Regions from separate parts of the Sus scrofa genome. Here all the other regions are linked to region 1. The links are chromatin contacts, called in public Hi-C and HiChIP or PLAC-seq maps. All regions are on one chromosome and are shown on one strand. The core of a region is the stretch at or near the end of the contact, and the rest is flanking DNA. Distances in the headings are between cores, read along the strand shown. Region 1 holds the start of C13H21orf91 (protein EURL homolog). Region 2 has its middle 82 kb from the start of BTG3. Region 3 overlaps CHODL (chondrolectin).

Region 1 (2,712 bases), core at 116-2,615:
CCTTAAGAAATGAAGACTTGCTCCATACAAGGAAACTGATTTTAGAAAGCACTTTCAACGAAAAGATGAGTAGAATCCAAAATACAAGATATTTTAGTCATATTGATCTAGAATGTGAAATTCAAATAGAAAACACACACACTATTCTATTTCAATTACATCGTCTCAAACAAATGTACACAGGAATCAAGACCTGGGAATCCTGTTAAAATGCAGGTTCTGATCAGAAGTCTTGGCTGAGACTTGATCGTCTACATTTCTAACAAGATACCAGGAAAGTGAGGCCATTGAGGCTGGTTCATTTCCTACACTTTATGTAGCAAGAACACAGATCACTTCTCTTAGTCACTGATGGTTTACATCAAATGCAAATTTGATCTAGAAATTCTCAAGATCTGTAGAATCCATTCCTACCACCAATCACATGTAGGTTAACATCCTAATCCCCTTCCTCTGTGTTAGTGTATCCGATACAGTGTAACCAATACAGAGCATTTGTGATGCTCTGGAAAATAACCATCGGCAGCCTTGTGTTCAAGTCCCAGCTGTTTCTAACCAACTGATAATCTGGTAGTCATTTTTCGGATGCCAAAAAAAAAAAAAAAAGAGAGAGAGAGAGAGAGAGAACTCTTCTCTTTTCTCTTCTCTAGACTGAAGTTTACAATAGAAAATGTAAGTGAAAGTATTACATGAATTATAATCTTTAAAAAATAAGAATGGCATAAAATGTCAAGCCAAGCCGGAAAAGATCTTAAGTGCCACAGTTTTTTTAAATGAGAGGTGGGGCTCCGGGATTATCCTCGTGGGCGTACAAAGAATGAGCCGTATTTCAGGGGAGGGGCGCCCCATTTCTATAACAATCTGTAAAAAAAATAAGGTTCTGAATTTGAAATTATCTCCAAATTATGAAACCTGAAACATGAACTCTTCCCTCATTAGATACTTCAACTGGTACATAACTGAAAGTTCAGCGACACTATTTTGCTCCAGTCTACCGATGTCACACAAAGTTCTACCCGCATCTCAGTCCCTCGCTCGCATACACTCGCCTCTTTTCTGCCCCCGCCCCCCGCGGCCCCCGCCCGGGGGCAGCAGTTTCCACTACGCGAAAAGGGGGAGGTGGTAACGGACTCCTCTATCTACTTGCCTCGAGGAGGGGGCGTGTGAGGAGCCACCTTCCGCAGAACGGTAAGGGACCTGAGCCCAGAGACCCAGAAGCAGGAGAAAATCCGAGTTGAGAACTCGGCGTCGGTGCAGCAGGGGGGCGGGGGGCAGCCGGCGCTGCTGAGCTAGCGCGCAGCTCTCCTCTGGGCCGCGCCGCCCCTCCATCCCCCCCAGAGCCTCGGAGGGATGGCACCGGCGGGAGGGGGCGGGGCCGGTGCGCGGCCGTCTTCGCTGCCGCTGCCGCCCGCGCTGCGGCCGGAAACAATAGTGGAAGAGTCCGAGCCGCGCGGATCGGCTGCGGCGGCGCGCGAGGCTGGACGGTAAAGACCCCGCTGCCCTGACCCCGACCCGCCTGCGCCCGGGTCCCCGGCCCCGCGGTCCCGCCGCCTTTGCACTCTGAGCTCCGTGGACCCTGGCGCTATTCCGCGCCTGGCGCCAGGGCGGACGGTCAAAGAGACGTCCGGGGACCGCGGCACCCCGAGGGTCAGCCGCTTGCCCCCAACCCCAGAGACCGGGAGGGAACCCGGCTCCCCGAGGCGCCCAGTCTGGGCGGACTGGCTGCGGTGGCCCTCGAACGCTTTCTCCCTGAGTGGGATGAAGCCCGGGGCGAAGGGACACGGCAGTCCCGTCCCGTCTGCCAGGCTCCGGGACCCTTGGCCTGGCCTGGCCACCCCGCCTCCGGCCGTGCCAAGCAGCACAGCGGAGCCGCTGCCGGGCCTTCCGTGTGGATGCTTTGGACACAGGCGGGACCCACTCCCCAGTGTTCGCTTTTCCACGTGCATTTTCCTGCCTCGGATCTCAGGATAGGAAACCTCGCCACGCCGAGCTAGCGAAACGCATCTCAGGTTCCCACAACGAAGTTAGCGAAGCAGTGTCCCGAGCGGATTGTTCTCCCTACGTTTAACAGGGTGAAGTAGGTTGCGGACCCTGAGAGCTGCATAGGCCTCTCTACTAAGCTCTTTCTTTCTGTGCCTCGTCCGCGATGGGGTGGGGGCGGACTAGAATACCTGAAAACTGCTTTCTGGCAGATATCCTCAATCAAAAACAGGACCAAGAAAGGTACTTAGGCATAGTGTGACTTAATAAAAGTGAAATATTTAAGTACAAGTATGGCGATGTTTGATGGGGCTGTTGTATTAGATAAATTGAGCAGCGTCCTCTCTTCCTAGAAGTTCCTGATGTTGCTGTAATGGCGAGTTCTTGAAATTGTGTAACTTTCCTTTTTTGTTTCTTAATAGGGACACTATGAACGAAGAGGAGCAGTTTGTAAACATTGATTTGAATGATGACAACATTTGCAGTGTTTGTAAACTGGGAACAGATAAAGAAACACTCTCCTTCTGCCACGTTTGTTTTGAACTAAATATTGATGGTAAGGATACAGTATAGATTCATTTTATGGCATGACCTTTACAGAACTACTTTATGCTGAACTAGTTATAAGGTTAAACTAAAGTTTCTTGAATGGTTGGAAATTTTGTCACGTATGTAGTGTGGAGATCTGTTAAAGATAAGGGTTTCTGGAAATGAAGCTGAAGTTAACACAGC
Region 2 (2,712 bases), core at 77-2,576, 99 kb after region 1:
GTCCATAAACAGATGAATGGATAAACAAATTGTGATATGTCCATGCAAGGAATTCAGCCATAAAAATTAATGGAGTACATGTTCCAACCTGGATGAACCTCTAAAAGTACTGTGCTAAGTGAAAGAAGTTGAATGCAAAAAGCTACATGTTGTATGATTTTTTTGTAGAAAATATGCAGAATAGGTTAATTCATAGAGATATTAAACAAACAAGTGGTTGCTAGGCAACAGGATAAGGGAAGAATGGAGAATAACTTCTTAGTGGATATGGGGGTTTTCTTTCGCAATGTTGAAAAATTTTAGAACTAGATATAGGTGGCGGTTACATAATACTGTAATAAATGCCATTGAATTGTTCACTTTAAAATAGTTAATTATAGGCATTCCCATTGTGGCTCAGCAGTATAAGAACCTGACATAGGGTCTGTGAGGATGCGGGTTTGATCCCTGGCCTCACTTGGTGGCTTAAGGATCCAGCATTGCTGTGAACTGTGGTGAAGGCCAGCAGCTGCAGCTCTAATTCGACCCCTAGCCCTAGAACTTCCATATGCCACAGGTGTGGCTGAAAAAAATAAAATAAAATAAAATAAATAATAATTACATGTTAGTGAATTTCACCTTAATAAAAATTAAAACATTAGATATTATTTTTAACATTAAATATAAATAAAACATTATATATTAATTCATACACAAAGCTCTTAGACCAACTTCTTACTAACTGGATTAAATGAGACAATTGGGACCACCCACTATAAATCTCTTGATTTTAATCCCATAGCCTTGAATGCAAACATGTGGGCATCCACACTTTTACTTACCGCATTTCATGCTAAGAGAATGAGGCATCCTTGTATAAAGCTAACTCCTCAAATCCCTTCATTTTTTCTTCTAAGCTTGCACTCTTCCAACTTCCCCTTTTCTCTTAAATGTTCAATCCCTTCCTTTCTATTTTTTTCTCCTCTTTAGCCTATAAATAATCCCCTGTCTCTCCCACCCTAAAAACACATTTTACTAACCTTATACTGCTCCCTATAATTTGCCTGCTTCCATTCTCTGCCAAGTTTTTCAGAGAGCAGCCAACATTCACATCCTGCTTCAATTTGCCTTCCCGAGGTCCACAATGCCTCCACACCGTCAAATCTAAGGAATATTTAAGTCTTTACTGTATGATTACTGATTCCTTTGATTTCTCGCCATGCTTCCTTGTTGATACTATCTCCATCTACTCTTCAAATATTCTTGTTCCCCAGGGCTCATTTCCAGCCCACTCATGCTGCACACTCTCTGTGTAATTTCGTTCACTCTTGTGGTTTTAACAACCAGCTATGTGAAGATGACGAGTCTCTGATATGCACCTCTGACTGAAACTTCTCCCAAAGCTTCAGACACATAAAACCACTTTCTTACTCATCATTTCCACTTAGGGTTCCAAGGAAACCTCAGACTTGGCATGTCTAAAATAATACACCAACTCTCAAACAGATCTTTCTCCTTCTATAGCACCAACAGCCACCCAATTAGCTAGGCCAAAAACCTGAAATTTACCATTAAACCTTTAAAATGCCTCATTCTCCTCTCGATGTATTTTAGAAATCACCTAATTCTGCTAATTATGCCTCAAATATTTCTCAGAGTTGTGGATCAGATGATGAGGCACTCCCTGCCTAAAATTCTCCAATGGCTTTTCATTGAACTTGGCCTAAAATGAAAACTCCAAGGCCCCACACAAGCTGCTCTCCTTCCTCTCCACCCACATCACCTACAGCTTGGCCCCCCTGTTAGTGGGCTGAAGCCACCTTGTGGTTTTTTGCGTTCTTCAAACAGGCAAGCTTGTTCCTATCTCCAGGTTGTGTCACTTGAGGTTTCCTCTTCCTGGAAATGTTTCCTGCCAGCTCTTTGCATGGCTTGCTCTTTTCTTATACCTACTTCTCAACAAAAAGCCATCTCTGAGAGCCCTGACCCAGCTCCATGACTCAACAAGTGGACCCTCACAGACACAACACCACTTTTATTTTTTGCATGGCACTCATTACTGTTTGAATCATCTGATATGTACATTTCCTTATTGTTTGTCTCCTTAACTGAGATAAGCACTCATCATTTTGGAAATCTTGTTTGTTTCACTTGTGTTGGGCCCACCTCCCCTACTAAAATTTAAATTTTACAAGAGCTGAGACGTTGTATATATCTGAGATAGCCATTCCAGCCCCGCTTCTGGCAGGTCATGAGTTCCTCTCTCACCCTCCAGGCTCAATACTGATGATGTCCCAGCCAGCTTGATGCCTAGTCTTGACTGCAATATGACAAAGAGAGAGAAAGACAAAAAAATTATCTCCATTCACCCTCTGAGAAAAGTCTGGAGCTCCCCATTTCTGAGTGGTGCTAAAAGTACCTTAGTCCTTCCAATGGTAGCACCATGTCCACATAAATGCTTCATGATTCAATGTGTATTAGGCATCTTCTACATGTTTTGTGTTATGTGAAGGATTGCGTGGGTTACACTGCTGAATTCAGCAGTATCTCTGGCCTTCCAGAGCTCGTAGTTTTATCAGAGAAGACACACAAGCCACTGCAACATCTTAGATTATCTGAGACAACTCCAATTGCTGGATTCCATGTTGTGGTTTGTGACTTAGACTATCTTGACCTTGTAACTATAAACTTAAGATGATAAATACCAGCAATATGAACAAAGTTCTTTGGGAGCAT
Region 3 (2,712 bases), core at 66-2,565, 67 kb before region 1:
GATTTCAAAAATCTTCTCACCCAGGAAAACCTGGAACCACAGCAAACATCATCAAACAGCAGGAGCCACAAAGGAGATGGAGCCACTTCTGAAAATACCACCTGGGGCAAAGACATAGAGGGAAAATGCCCCATTTCCTGGTGTATTTCTCTTCCCCTCACACCCTTGTTACTTATCTTGCCTTCTCTCTGTAGCCTTACTCTTGCCCTGCAGCCCTGGCCTTTAACCTGCTCCCCTTTCTGGACTTGGCTCAGGTGGCCCTCATATCCCAGCATCTGCAGTGCTTCCTACCATTACAGTTCCCAGCCCATCTGTGCAGCACCTGCAGTTCAGCTCAAGATCTTGCTGAGTGGGGTTTCTGATACTTACAAATGAGAGTTCTGATCCAGTTCATAAACAGTCATGTGATCTGTCATCTGTTCATAAATCTTACATTTTTTGCCTAAGAATAATGATTTTCTTTTCTTTTACTTCCTCATTTTCTATTCATTTTCATCACCAGTACTATCTGTTGACATTCTCTTTGGAATGGTTGTTCATTAAGAAACATAATTTTAATATTTCATCAGATACTATGTTCATGAGAACAAGTAAAAATAAAACCACTCCTGTGAACTAGAAATGCTGCACAATCTTTCTAGACCTCAGAAAAAAAGAAAACACACTGGCGAGCTAGGGAAAGGAACATTAGTGCACCCGATCGTGAGGCCTCAGGACACTAGACCTGGCAGTCTGGCACAGTTGAGCACACATACAGGTTTTCAGCCAGACAGACATGTGATCATTTTAAGCCTCATTTTCTTCATTTGTAAATGGCTGTCATCTATTAAGACCAGTTTTCTTTGAGATGCGTGTTGCTTTTCTGATTCAAGGTTGTTGATCCACTCAGGCTGCTGGCAGGTCATTTGACTGTAAATGCAAGACCCTTCAAAACTGGCCCTTATTCAATCACTTCCATGCCCCTTCCAAGTTGCGCAGAAATCAATGATCTGCAATCCCCTATCACTCTGGGTTCTGGGTCAGTGGTTAGGGTTGTCTGAGATACATTACCACTTCTGCCCTTGCACACAGAGAAATTGCTGTACCCCTCCCCATGGCACACCGAGACCAGCAGGAGCCCTGGGAGGTTGACTGAGCCCATCTTCCTGGACACATCACACCACAGGTTTTACCCCTGATGTGTAATTTCAAAGATGCCCAGTCCTTGGTAGTCCATCTCCTTTCCCACGGAGGCTCAGGTCCAGAGGGTGCTGATAAATGTTTAACCACCAGCTCTCCGGCGTGGGGTGGAAGAGCATTTGCCAAGTTCCAGAGAGGAATCTGCCAGGGCTGATTTCAAGTGAGCTGTGTGATACCAACAAGCTCACAGAGCTCCTACAAAGGTGACCACTGGCTCTCAGAAGCCTGGGCAAGGCAGACCCAGCATACTGTGGTGCAGATTTCAGAGCCCTTCAGCCTATCCAAGATTTCTCCCATGCTAGAGTTGAGGAAGGCAAAAAACAAGTGCTAGACCCCTGTTTTCAGTGACAGCCTCATATCTAATCTCCTGTTTGCCTTTTCACTTTCTTTAGTCTTTGGCCCAGAGAATCTGGAGAAGAAAAAAACAACCTTTTATCTAATCTTCCACATCCATTGATTCCTGGAAATAGAAACAGATTAGCCAAGAATTGACTTCTTTTGTAATCTGATTTATCCGTGTTGACCCTTCCCTACAGCAAGGTAGGCAGAATACCTAACAGTTGAAATGGAGGAAACTGGGTTTAGAAAATTTTAAAGGAAAAAGTTTTTTATATCTTAATACATATTATTTCACCTCATAATCAAAATAATCTCCAAAAGATAAATGAAATAATGATCTCTTATTTAAGAATTTATAATTTCCTTGCTCATGTTGACGTGAAACAGACTGCCAGATTTTTCTTCAGCAAAGATGGGTTTATTCCAGATCAGCAAAAGAATTGCAATTCCAGGTCTACAACCATGGTGAGCCACATGCAAGTCCCCACATGGCACGGGAAATTTAAAGAGGGAGAAAGAAAGTTGGGAGGGCTGGAGTAAACAAATAATCCATGGTTTTCATTGGCTGAGTCCTTGCCAGGAAAGAAGAGAAAAACTCCCTCTTCCAGTCTCCTGACTCTATGTAACAGTTTAGTAATGTTTTTGCAATTGACACAGATTTACTGCATGCTAGTACAAGCTTATTAACTGTAAGTGTCTGTGCTAGCAACTAAATATATAAAGATGAGTAAGGCTGGCTAATCTTGAGGAGTTCACAAATCTCACAGATATAGTCTCTAACAAGAGTACTGATTAAATTTATATATATATATGTATGTACATATACACACACACACTTACATATGCACACATACCCCATATAGTTTATTATAAACCATATATATAAATAAACTACATGCATGCCATGTAGTAAATACATATTTATATTATATATATATAGATATATATGGTGTATATAAATGTGGGTGTTAAAAGCAAATGAAAACGAAAAACAGTAATAAAATGATTTATCATGAAAATAACTTCTATAGAGTGGAGGAGAGCTCTATACTCAGGAAGGGGCTTCTAGAGGCTAGCATTTGTTCTTACGTTGAGGTTCCTTGATTTGTAACTATACATCTATAGCTTTATGCCCTTTTTATTATGTTACTTTCTTATTTTAAATGTCCCCCCAAGCAATTTTGCTACTTGACT

Evidence for each region. A called contact is a pair of places that touch in the nucleus more often than the background predicts. HiChIP or PLAC-seq counts read pairs in DNA pulled down with a chosen protein or histone mark.
Region 2: a contact with region 1 is called in an H3K27ac HiChIP or PLAC-seq map of alveolar macrophages. The contact joins the enhancer-like site here to the promoter of C13H21orf91 in region 1. A contact is called at or near these places in 2 of 5 promoter capture datasets (fetal liver and liver), 8 of 47 Hi-C or Micro-C datasets (blood, embryonic fibroblasts, fetal liver and 3 more) and 2 of 2 datasets of contacts at active chromatin or transcription factors (alveolar macrophages and skeletal muscle).
Region 3: a contact with region 1 is called in a Hi-C map of liver, with 4 times the contacts expected there. The contact joins the enhancer-like site here to the promoter of C13H21orf91 in region 1. A contact is called at or near these places in 2 of 5 promoter capture datasets (fetal liver and liver) and 5 of 47 Hi-C or Micro-C datasets (embryonic fibroblasts, liver and skeletal muscle).

Annotation. Positions count from the first base shown.
Region 1 is chr13:182,407,715-182,410,426 of Sscrofa11.1, reverse strand. It overlaps C13H21orf91 (protein EURL homolog), which reads left to right and starts at 1,365. Exons shown (of 5, transcript XM_003483342.4): 1 at 1,365-1,484; 2 at 2,403-2,536. The coding sequence starts at 2,410. CHODL (chondrolectin) reads right to left here and starts at 1,307. Exons shown (of 10, transcript XM_013981213.2): 1 at 1,148-1,307.
Region 2 is chr13:182,308,990-182,311,701 of Sscrofa11.1, reverse strand. No RefSeq gene overlaps it. Among named protein-coding and RNA genes, the nearest start is that of BTG3, 82 kb to the right of the region's middle. Within about 2 kb of position 1,326, at least 15 of the 83 cell types and tissues checked have an H3K27ac peak or open chromatin away from gene starts, as enhancers often do. A contact at or near this core is called in alveolar macrophages, embryonic fibroblasts and fetal liver, where this site is marked.
Region 3 is chr13:182,474,599-182,477,310 of Sscrofa11.1, reverse strand. All of the region lies in intron 2 of CHODL (chondrolectin), which reads right to left. Among named protein-coding and RNA genes, the nearest start is that of CHODL, 67 kb to the right of the region's middle. Within about 2 kb of position 1,315, at least 4 of the 83 cell types and tissues checked have an H3K27ac peak or open chromatin away from gene starts, as enhancers often do. A contact at or near this core is called in liver, where this site is marked.